Regions from separate parts of the Oryza sativa genome. Here region 1 is linked to region 2. A link is a contact called in public HiCAR-type data. All regions are on one chromosome and are shown on one strand. Each heading gives the region's core, a stretch centred on a gene start, on an enhancer-like site or on the middle of the called end of the contact. The rest is flanking DNA. Distances are from core to core; before and after follow the strand shown. Region 1 holds the start of LOC136351828. Region 2 holds the start of LOC4346498 (D-aminoacyl-tRNA deacylase).

Region 1 (6,145 bases), core at 2,543-5,042, 220 kb before region 2:
CAACCATCACAGTGCCGAACCCACTAGACTTGGGCAGCCCTTCCACAAAATCTAGACTAACTGTGTGCCAAGCTTGAAGTGGTACTGGCAATGGTTGCAACAGCCCAGGAAGCTTGCAATGTTTGACCTTAGCTTGTTGACAAGTTTCACAACTCAGAACATATTGCTGGACATCCTTCTTAAGACCCTTCCAGCTGAATAGCCCCCTTATTCTCTGATAAGTTGCATGGATTCCTGAGTGACCACCCAAGCCACTGTCATGAAGAGCTAACATCACTGCTTGCTTAGCCTCCAGGTGATTACCCAGCCAAATCTTCCCCTTATGCCTAATAATTCCTCGTTGTAACTGAAATTCCCCAACTCCTTCAGGATTCAAACTGAGCTCAGTTAACAAGTGTTTGGCTTCTTCATCCTTCTCATATCCTTCTTGTACAATTTCCAGCCATTTTGGTACACAGGTGGATATAGCTTGGCTCTTATCTTCTTCTTTTCTTGACAGTGCATCTGCTGCTTTATTTTCTTGCCCCTTTTTGTATTTCAGTTTGTACTGCAACCCCATTAACTTAATAAATGCTCTTTGTTGCATTCCTGTGAGCAACTGCTGCTCACTTAAATGGATAAGGCTCTTGTGATCAGTCTGTATAGTAAACACATTGTGCTGAAGATACTGTCTCCACTTTCCCACAGCTAGCAATATGGCCATGCATTCTTTCTCATAGGTTGAAAACCCCTGTGATTTAACCCCCAAAGCCTTACTGATATAAGCCAAAGGATGCCCTTCCTGCATTAATACTACACCAATCCCCTTTCCACTGGCATCAGTTTCTATAACAAATTCCTTCTGAAAGTCTGGTAGTTTCAGAACTGGTGCCTGAGTCAGAGCCTGTTTGAGTAACACAAAAGCTTGTTGCTCTTCAGTACCCCAGATGTAGCTGACTCCTTTCTTGAGCAAGTTGGTGAGAGGCCTTGCCAAAACCCCATAGTTCTTAATAAACTTATCCCCTTAGCTGTTTGAGAGTTTTTGGCACTGGCCACTTAGACACAGCTTGGATTTTGGCTGGATCAGTTGCCACTCCTGTTACTCCAATGATGTGGCCCAGATATTCAAGGTGTTGTTGAGCAAAAGAGCATTTGCTTGCCTTGACATACAGCCCATGATCTTGCAACAACTCAAACACTTGCTGCAAGTGTTGAACATGTTCCTGCAATGAATTGCTGTACACCAAGATGTCATCAACAAACACCAACACACATTTTCTGAGTAATGGTGCAAACACCGTGTTCATTAATCCCTGGAAAGTTGCAGGGGCGTTTGTGAGCCCAAAAGGCATAACTCTAAACTCATATAGCCCATGGTGGGTTCTAAATGCAGTCTTATATTCATCCTCCTCCAACAGCCTGATTTGGTGGTAACCTGACCTGAGGTCAAGTTTTGTGAACCACTGTGCCCCAGCCAACTCATCCAGCAGCTCATCAACTACAGGCATTGGGAATTTGTTCTTTACAGTCACCTCATTCAGGCCCCTGTAATCCACACAAAACCTCCATGTCCCATCCTTCTTCCTGACCAACAACACAGGGGAGGCAAAAGGACTAGTACTGGGTTTAATGATCCCTTGTTTCAGCATCTGAGACACTTGTCTCTCTATCTCATCCTTCTGTCCAGGGGAGTACCTATAAGGTTTCAGGTTGACTAGTTTTGTGCCTGGCATGAGTGGAATTCCATGGTCAAACTGTCTATGGGGTGGCAAAGTTCTAGGTTCCTGAAACCTGTCCTGGAACCTGTTCAGAACTTCCTGAACCTCTAGGGAAAGTCCTTGCTCCAACCCTTTCTCCTCTAGTGCACACAACTGCACCAACTGAGAGATTGCTCCAGCCTTTGCCATCCCTTTGAGTTGCCTTGCTGTCACAGGCTTACATTGGTAAACAATTGTTCCTTGACCCCAACTAGAGTGATTCTCTTTTCTTCATAAGTGAATCTCATTTTCTTTCTCTTCCAATCCACCCACATGGGACTGAATTCCTCCAACCACTCCATACCAAGGATCATGTCATAACCACCCAGTGGAAGCACCTTCAGATCAGTTTTGAAAGTTTTTCCCTGACACCACCACTCCAAACCATTCACCACTTGATTGCAGAGCATTTTACCCCCATCAGCTATGGTTACTTGTGATGGCACACACTCCTGGGTAGACAACTGCAACCTTGACACCAATTGCTCTGACAAGAAATTGCTGGAACTACCAGAATCAACCAGGACAAGTATCTCTTGATTCTGTAACAAGCCCGCAGTCTAATGGTCCTTTTCCCAACTGTACCAGAGACTGCACATTCAGAGAGTACCAGTTCCTCATCACTTGTTCCTTCCACATCATCAGCCTTGTTACTGTCCTCTTCTTGCGCCAGGAACACCTCTAGCAATTCTTCCAGAACATGCAGCTGCACCGATTTTGGGCACTTGTGTCCAGGGCCATACTTTTCCCCGCACTTGAAACACTCTCCTCGAGCCCTTCTAGCTGCTTTTAGTGAATCAAATCTCTCTTCCCACTTGGGCTTTTCCTCCACCTTCTTGTTCTCATCAGGGCTAGGGCCCAGAATTCCTTTACCAAGGAATGGGGTCTTGACAGCAGGCTTGTACTGCTCTTTGTATGTAGTTCTGCCAACAGTCTTCACTGTGATTTCTCCCAGCAAGTCCTCCTGCGTTTTAGCAAGTGATAGAGCAGCATCAACAGTTCTAGGCTTGTGCAGCTTAATAGCTGCTTTAATCTCACTTTTCAACCCACCAACAAATTTAGTAACAAAAAAGGTTTCATCAAAAGCCTTATTATAAACTAAGACTTTATTCATGATCTCTTCAAATTTGGAATGGTATTCCTCCACTCCCCCTAATTGCTTAAAACCTTCTTGTTCTTCCAAATGTTGCTCGTATTTATCTCTACCAAACTTGCTATGAACTTCTACCACTAGTTCAGGCCAACTCTCTATGCAATGCAACTCCTCATAGGTTTGGAGCCGAAGTGCTGCAGTGCCAGTGAAATGCAAGGTGGCAAAGGAAGCCCATGTTTCATAAGGAACATGATACATGCTGAAGTATTTTTCACAATTAGTTTTCCAGAGCTTAGGATTCTCTCCATCAAACTTAGGGAAATCAGTCTTAGGCAATCTAGACCCCCCAAATTTCCCAGAGCTTTGAGATCCACAGTTTTCTCTCTCAGAATTTTCCCTCAAATCAAACTGCACAGGTGAGTGATGGAACTTGTGTTTACCCTTGACCAGGGTTCGCTCCTGGGCAAAGCTTGCCCCGGTAGCATCACCCTGGTAGTTCTCGTCGTCGCCGGGCCCTACGGGCGTTTGCTTCGCCATTGCTGGCGTCGCTTGTGCACGGGTCTCAAGTTGAGCGACCCGCGCGTTGACTTGATCCACAGCTTGACGTAGATCCTTCATGCCCAAATCCACCGTGGGGATCCACTTCTCCATGCCTTGAAGTGATCCGAGGATGGAGTTGATGCTGCTGGTGAGCTCGGTCACCCTCGTCGTCAGGAAACCGATTTCTCCCTCCGCCACCTCCATCCGCTCCGTCAGAGTTGGATTCGTCTTCTTCCTCACCAGCACGCCCGCGGATCGGCGGCTCTGATACCAAAAATGTCACGAACTCGCAATTCGGCACCGGCGTCTCGCCTAGTACGTGGTTGCAAGCTTCTGAGTTTGAGAGATTTTGGGGATTTGAGAGGAAGAACAGAGGAGGAAGACAAGGTAGGTAGGATTAGTTTTATATTTCTTCTCATCGATGCCTTGACTCAATTGGTCAGGTCTGTATTTATACACCGACACATGGGCTCTCACGGGTTCAGCCCAACATGATGAAGTGGCCCAAAGACTCAATACACCCAAGAGTACTGTAACACACCACGACAACATAAGAACATGACAACAAGGTCAATGGAGGCAGCTGGCGGAAAAGAGAACCCGGCGGCGCCTCCGCACCTGTATCTGCCATCGCTTGCACAGCTCCAACTGTGTCCAGGCTCGGGGTCGAAGGGGTGGCGCGGTGGAGGGAGGCACAGGGCTGCTGGATTTGGCCGCGCCGTCGCCTGCCGTGGCCCCATCATCCGCCACCCTGTCGCCCGCAGCCATCCCATCGCCCGTAGCCACCCCGTGGCCCGCCGCTGAGCCCGTCGCCCGCTGCAGCGCCGTTCGTAGTTGCCTAAACCGCCGTCGCCTATCGCCCCTGTCGACCGCCGCTGCCGTCGCCCGTGGCTGCAACTGCCTCTCTGTTTCTCAGATCCGAAAAAATGGGATGGTGATGGGGTTGGTTACGGCACGTGAGAGCAACACAAGGTGTGTGTGTATGTATATATATATACATATATAGATACATATATATATATATATATATATATACATATATATATATATACATATATATATATATATATATATATATATATGTATATATGTATATATGTATATATATATGTATATATGTGTAGAGAGACGCTGATGTCGAGTAGTAAACAATTTACTGGTAGAAGGGGGCGCAGAGAGAGGTGCCGTGGGAAGGTGCGGGTGGCTGGCTGGGGGGTGGGGTGGGGGAGGGGGTGGGGGGGTAGGTTGTGGGGGAGCATTTTAGTTATTACGCACCCCACGTGCGGTATAGTATGTGTGTGTGTATATATATTTAGTTATTACGCACCCCACGTGCGGTATAGTATGTGTGTGTGTGTATATATATACACACACACATACTATACCGTACGTGGGGTGCGTAATAACTAAAATGCCCGCCTGCTGCTGCCGCCGCCGCCCGCCGCGCGAGCTTGCCGGCCGTGGGAGCCCGCCGACGCCGCCACGGCGCGAGCCACCGCTCGAGCCCGCCCGCCCGCCGCTGCCGGCCCCGGGAGCCCGCCGCGGCTCCTGCCGCCGCCGCCCGCCGCCGCCTGCCCCGCCTCGTGAGCTCGCGCGCCGCTCTCGGCCGGTCGCCGCCTGCCCCGCCTCGCGCCGCTCTTGGCCGGCCGCCACAGCCGCCCTGTTCCTGTGGATGAGAGGAAGTGAGAGAGAGAGAGAGTAGAAAGTGTGTGTGAGAGAGAGAGGAGAGGAAGAATCAAGAGGATAAGGTTGGGGGTGAAAAAAAATGGTGGATTTTTTTTAAATGTAAAAATCAATTTTTATTTTATATGTGGCTCTTTAAAACGAATTTAAAGGCACTAAATCAACTCATACGAAAAAGTTGTTAAAAACAAAGTTGTATAACTTATTGAGATCTATCAATTTTATTTTGGTCATTTCTCCATCCGAGTTTGATTAAACTATATAAAATTTGAATTTAAAAATATAAGAAATTCAAATAACTTTCCGGGTAGTAAATGATTTCAAATAAAAAAATTGTCAACAACAAAGTTGTATAACACATCAACATCTACAACTTTTATTTTGGTTATTTTTCTATATGACTTTGTTTGAACCGTTTGAATTTGAATTTCAAAATATGACAACTTCAAACAATATTTTGAAATACTAAATGATTTCAACTGAAAAAGTCATCAACAACAAAGTTATATAATTCATCAAGATCTATAACTTTTTATTTTGGTCATTTCTTCATCCGACAAAGTGATAGTAACATTATTCACAAAATTTGCATCTATCTCATTTGGTTCTATAAACTATAAGAGAGATATGTAAACTTTGTGAACAATATTATTATCAATTTATCGGATGAAGAAATGACCAAAATAAAAGTTGTATGTCTTGATGAGCTCTACAACTTTCATGTTCATGACTTTTTCAGCTAAAATTAATTACATCTTCAAAATATTATTTGAAGTTTTGAAATTCAAATTTTTAATTGATAAAACAAAGTCACAATAAAAAATGGCTAAAATAATAGCAGCAAGAACACAATAACAATAGAGCATGATTTTAGAAACATTTAGGAAAAAGAATCATCCAATTTGGAGTTCATATGAGTGAGATAAATTAGTTTCAAATTACCAAATTTTATTTTTGCATACGGCTTCTTAAGTCACCCATATGGAAAAATTGATTTTTTTTTCATGCGGGTCCTTAAATGGTCCACACACAAACAAATGAAAAAATTCAATTATGAAAAATAACCACTCAAATGTTTAAAAACTTTCAATTG
Region 2 (5,873 bases), core at 1,714-4,213:
GGATGATTTGTATAGGTATATAGGATTCACTATTTTTTTTGTAACATTTGACCACTCGTCTTATTCAAAAAATTTGTGCAAATATAAAAAACGAAAAGTCGTGCTTAAAGTACTTTGGATAATAAAGTAAGTCACAAATAAAATAAATAATAATTCCAAATTTTTTTAAATAAGACGAATGGTCAAACAGTGCAAGTAAAATGTCAAAATTCCTTATATTAGGGGACGGAGGGAGTAAATGTGTATATAATTTTGCTAGCTGACTCTTCCCTGCTCAAGAAGGTTACACGTATCTAAGGCAAACTATCTAAGTTTACACAAGTACACAACTACAAGTGGAACATGATTAAATTAAAAGTTTCAAATTTACATGAATGATCAAATGATTACTAATGCTTAATATTAGTTATCTGTGAAATCACAAATTCTTTTTGATTATGAAATGCCCATTGCAATAGTTGCAACTATCCCCCAAAAAAGTCCTAGCATGTGTTTAGGCATTGATGATTGACATTTGGGAGGCAAAGAGCACAAAACAAATGTACAGCATGAAACACCTGAGTAAGCTAATGGCGCAGATGTTTCTGAAACTATAAAAGACATGTAAAGGGCAATGACAAAAACCAGTTTGTAGGAAGCTTTACAAAACACCCTACCATACATGCTAATACAGAGAATATAAGCATGGAAGTAGATCTATACCTATCTCAACAAACATCGTTGGTGTATTGGTGACTGGTCCATGGTGAGTAGCTTCCAGTGTAATCTTCACAAGCAATAAGAATTAGAATTTTAAAAGCAGAAAGTTCAGAAGAAAAAAAAAATCATCAACAGAAAAGGTACCTCAAACTCTGGAACAAGACCTTGGTCTACCGCAATCTTTTGCATCAAACGGAGCCATGGACCAATTCGAGGATTGGGCAGAGCTGCCCATCCTGGTCTCCCTCCTTGAGGTGGCGTCTCATCTTCTCTTAGATGTGGCACACCTTAAGGTGCGACACACCAAAGAAAAATGACACCATGTTTAATATAAAATAATTGAATACATGTGGTACTATGAAGTATGAACCATTAATTTACACAAATAAGCATATGTATTGCACTCAAAAAAGTACAGATGCATTATTTGTAAACAAACAAATAACAAAATACAAGTTCAGTACCTTTTCAGGTTTATTAACCACCATTTATGTCATATCTTATTTAGGTATTCAATATAACTCAAACACAGAAAAATATTAAACATTTAACAGAGCCAGGGATAAACAAGAAACATATAGCACTTTATGACTAAAAATAACCAACCGATTGGATGGACAGTAAGCGCAGGACGGTTGGAGACAGCAGTGTGTTTGCTGAGGAATATGACCTCAGAAACAGCCTCTCCAGTGGCTGCCTGCCACCGGTTGTCAAGATCATCCTCCGCAATGATGCTGCGTTCATGCTTCAATAGTCGAACGTCCCCGTTTGTAAAGCTCTCCATCCCCTCCTACAAAACATATACCATCAGAGATTTATATGGAATTGTCGCGGCATTCTAACAAATTAAAGAACTGCAAAATGCCAGAAACATAACATCTGATGGATGTTACAAAAAAAATTGTAACAATAATTTTTGAAGCTAAAACTTAATAAAACAAACAGAGTCACTGGAACATAATAGATATGTGTTGGTGTACATGATCTGCATTCTGATCACTCATTGCCTTCTATGTTGCCTGAAGTAGGGAAAAGCAATTTACACGCAGACAAAACCTTGGAAAGTTCAGGGACACCGGATTCTGACCAACTCTTTTTCGACATACCATTATTTATCACTGATGATAGAAGAAACATAGCACTGTTATTCTCCATGGTTCTGCTATGCGTCTTTAGGAACAGGTTTATCAGCTCCATAGTCACCTAAATCTGGATTTATTTGTTGATTGAGGCAGATATATTTTCGCAAACATTTGTTCTGATGAGGCTAATTGATCAAATTGGTGACTTACCTTCTTCTGCCATACACTTAAATTAGCAAGTTCTATTATTCAAAGGTAAGAGACAGATTCCCCCTAATATTTTATGGAGGCGTATAGCTGTAAGTGCACGATATCTGCTTGCATTATTCATGGATAAAAGCTCGAGTGTCATCTTTAAATATATCGACGTTCTTATATATTATCATACATACAAATGGTTTACCTTTTCCTTGTCACTAAAAAGAACAGTATAGACGCCACTCTCCATTTTGCTGTGACTCATCATGTCATGTCAATTTTAATGTGGCAGCATGTGGACGGTAACTATGTGACAAAGTCCAGAGGAGCTTGAAAAGCTAAGGGCAATATATATTTTTATACTATCAATATCCATTCATGAATTAATTTGCAATGATGTAAAAACAGATTATAACATCCGGAATCGTCCTGCGATCTGCGTAGCAACTAGTATGGACATGCAAATCTCTATCTAGTATCTGTAATTGCATAAACCCGCACCAAAAGCGCATCCTATAACCTGGGCACCTGGCCGCATATGCTTGCAAAGCTCAGAACAGAAGAACAATTCCAGTCTTCAGAAAAGAAAACGCCTGCCGCATCGAACAAGATACCTGCTCCACAACCATAAACACTAGCCATAGCCATGGCCCAAACCCTAATTAAGGAGCAGCGCTTCCCCGTGCTACACTACAAGTCTTGGGGAATTTGAGATTGGGGTGGATGGGACTAGATAAGATGGGGGGCGGTGGGTTGCTTACGGGGATGGGCGGGCCGGGAGACCAGCCGGGCATGGCGAGGAAGGCGGCGGCTGGGCCGATAGACGCCGGGTCCGACGCCGTCGCCACCACCAGCACCACCATCTCCTCTTCCTCCTACTCCGACTCCGACCACGCCTCCCTCTCCTCTCCTCCACCAGAGCACCGCTCGCGCTCGTGCTCGGCTGCTGCTTCTCTTGTCCAGGAGAAAAATCGATAGAATGCCGCTCCTCTACGGTGGGCCGTGGGCTTGATAAGTTGTGATTTGTCTAGGGCCTATTTCAACTTCTTTTCTTACCTTATACTCCGTAGAAAAAGAAAAGAACGAAAATATTGAAACTCAATGTATAAAATGGAGTTCTATACAATTTTTCCTTTTTTTTTATTTTTGACAGTAGACGTAGTCACGTAGCACACCACTTATACATACAGCACCATACTTATACCCTAAGCGTAATATTCGTGGGTACTACGATTTGAATCCTGGTGGGTAAAGTTGTGAACCATCACACCACTAAGGCTGTGAACCATCACATCACTAAGGCTGCATTCAATAGGGTAACATTGTGAGATAATTTGTTTTGTTTTCCGTATGCACACTTCCCAAACTATTAAACAGTGTGTGTTTTGCAAAAAAATTTCTATATGAAAGTTGCTTTAAAAAATCATATTAATCCATTTTTTAAGTTTAAAATAGTTTATACTCAATTAATCATGCGCTAATGGCTCACCTCGTTTTATATATCTTCTCTTTTCCTCTCTTCTCAAACTCACCCTAATGCTTTCTTCATTCTATTCATTTTTTTTATTTTCAAGATAGGGCTATTTTTATGATATTCCATGTAAACTTACCAAATATTTCATAAAACGGGTTTTCCGACTAGAAAAAGCTTGATTGTTTGCTTTGCGGGGAAAAGTGTTTTGGTTTACATATTACACCGGATTTTAACTTTTTATGATAATCTCTTACTAGGAATAATATTTGTTTAATTTAGTCTCACCCATCATGTGTTAGATTCATTTTTTTAGTTTGCGTAGGCTCTCTGCCTAAAGTTTTTGGTCTTGATTGGCAGGATGCGCACTTTGCAACTCCATACAAAATGTACCATAGCAGCGTAAATTTTGAAATGACCAAATGCTGAAAAAAAAAAGCTCCGTGCAAATGCTGCCAGTGAGTAGCATATATGTTACTGCAAGTTTGCAATTAATCCGCTGTAGACCTCTTTCAGGTTAGCATGGAAGAGCATAAAAGCAAACAATGTAGAGCTAAGGCTGTGTTTAGTTCACACCACAATTGAAAATTTAGTTGAAATTGAAACAATATAACAGAAAAGTTGGAAGTTTGTGTGTGTAGAAAAGTTTTGATGTGATGGAAAAGTTGAAAATTTGAAGAATTATTTTGACGGCCTAAATATGCAGCTTCATATTCGAAGCACCATAGCCTTATGGTGTGTTCGGCACCCCCTCTTCCCAACCCCTCTCCCTCTTCCATACGTACGCTTTTCAAACCGCTAAACGGTGCGTTTTTTGCAAAATGTTTCTATATGAAAGTTGCTTAAAAAAATTAAATTAATCCATTTTTGAAAAAAATAGCTAATATTTAATTAATTACGCGCTAATGAACCGCTCTGTTTTCCGTACGGAACACAGCCTTAGAGCATCTCCGATTCAGGCCCAAAAGTTACTTCCTTGGATTGGGACTATTCTAAAAAATTTTAGACCTAAAAATCTATTTCATCTCCACCTAAAAATATAATCCCAAAAATTAGTTGGTTGACCATATAGGATTGGATGGGCCCATAATTGTTACCGACGCTTTGTTTTGCTTTTTTTTAACATATGCACGGATCAAATCACTCCTGATCCTGCCACTGCCCTTCCTAACGCCGCCGGCTCCTGCTGCCGTCAGAGAATCCCTCGCCGACCACGGTTGTACTGATGGAAGATTTCGCCTCTAATGTGGAAAAGCGGAAGGCTAGCTAATCCTCTACACGACCATGACATCAATTTGAAGGTTAATATCCTAGGCGATCCTCATGTTAGGATTTTCTCCTATTAATCACGTTCTTTTTTTTTAATTTGATCTGATAATATCGCTAGGGGAGAAAGTTTCTGTTGGTGATGAATAATGGTTTGGCAGTTAATTTGATCTGTGATGAATCATACTTACTCTTGTTTCAAGGGCTTGTGGATGAATCATCGTCCGATGATGACGATGATTTTTTTGGGTCGCAGCACAAATCATGCATAGCTATTGGTACTCTGTCAATACATCAAAACATGGTGGGTATGTCATGGGACATGAAGTGGTTGATCGCAACAGAGAAACATGACACTTGAAATTTTACCAAGATTACTTTTTCGATAATCCTACCTATGACCTAGTTTTATTCAAGCACAGGTTTGTATTGAGCCAATTTTATTTGATTTATCTTTGTTATATGCATAGATATGTATGTCTCATTAGTAATGACTACGCAGGAATAGAATGAGCAGACCCCTGTTTCTTTGCATAATTAATGCAATAGAGGATCAAGATGACTATTTTGTGCAGAAGATAAATGCAATCAGTATACTTGGGTTAAGTTGTCATCAAGAGATCACTGCAGCAATCCGTCAGTCAGCTTATGGTATAGCAGCAGATGCTTTGGATGAATATGTTGGTCTTGCAGAAAGTACCGCTATAGAGAATCTGAGAAGGTATGTGAAAGCAATTGTTGAAGTTTTTGAACATGAGTACTTAAGATCATCCAATGAGAACGATACAACTCGATTACTTGCACTTGGAGAGAATAGAGGTTTCCCTAGTATGTTAGGCTCTTGTTAACGGTGAAATTTAGTAAGCCCCGAAGTCATCATAGGCCTAGAGTCAGTATCGGCTTCAGAGTCATGGAATCGGCCGATAGGAATTATCAAGTCGTCAATAGTCGGATTCTTGGTAGATTCGGTTAACGAAATTAATCAATTAAAGGAACTTTATCCAGAAAAGACTGAGTTGAAGGAGGATGCAGCATGACAGTTTATCTATTAATTAGAAAGTGTCTGTTAGTTTCCTTTTATATTTAAGAAAGTGTGTTTAGTATCCGATAAGGATTTTATGTTTTCCTTTATCTTTAGGAAAGTTTCTTTCTTATCC

What was found. HiCAR-type assays count read pairs that join an accessible place to other places.
Region 1: a HiCAR-type map of leaf shows a contact between it and region 2, with 2.7 times the contacts expected there. The contact joins the promoter of LOC136351828 here to the promoter of LOC4346498 in region 2. A contact is called at or near these places in 3 of 15 Hi-C or Micro-C datasets (panicle, seedling and an unstated tissue) and 1 of 4 datasets of contacts at active chromatin or transcription factors (leaf).

The regions. Positions count from the first base shown.
Region 1 is chr9:8,188,397-8,194,541 of ASM3414082v1, reverse strand. It overlaps LOC136351828, which reads right to left and starts at 3,792. Exons shown (of 1, transcript XM_066304236.1): 1 at 1-3,792. The coding sequence starts at 3,573. The coding sequence ends at 2,167.
Region 2 is chr9:7,963,473-7,969,345 of ASM3414082v1, reverse strand. LOC4346498 (D-aminoacyl-tRNA deacylase) reads right to left here and starts at 2,963. Exons shown (of 10, transcript XR_010735045.1): 1 at 2,741-2,963; 2 at 1,306-1,489; 3 at 844-986; 4 at 703-766.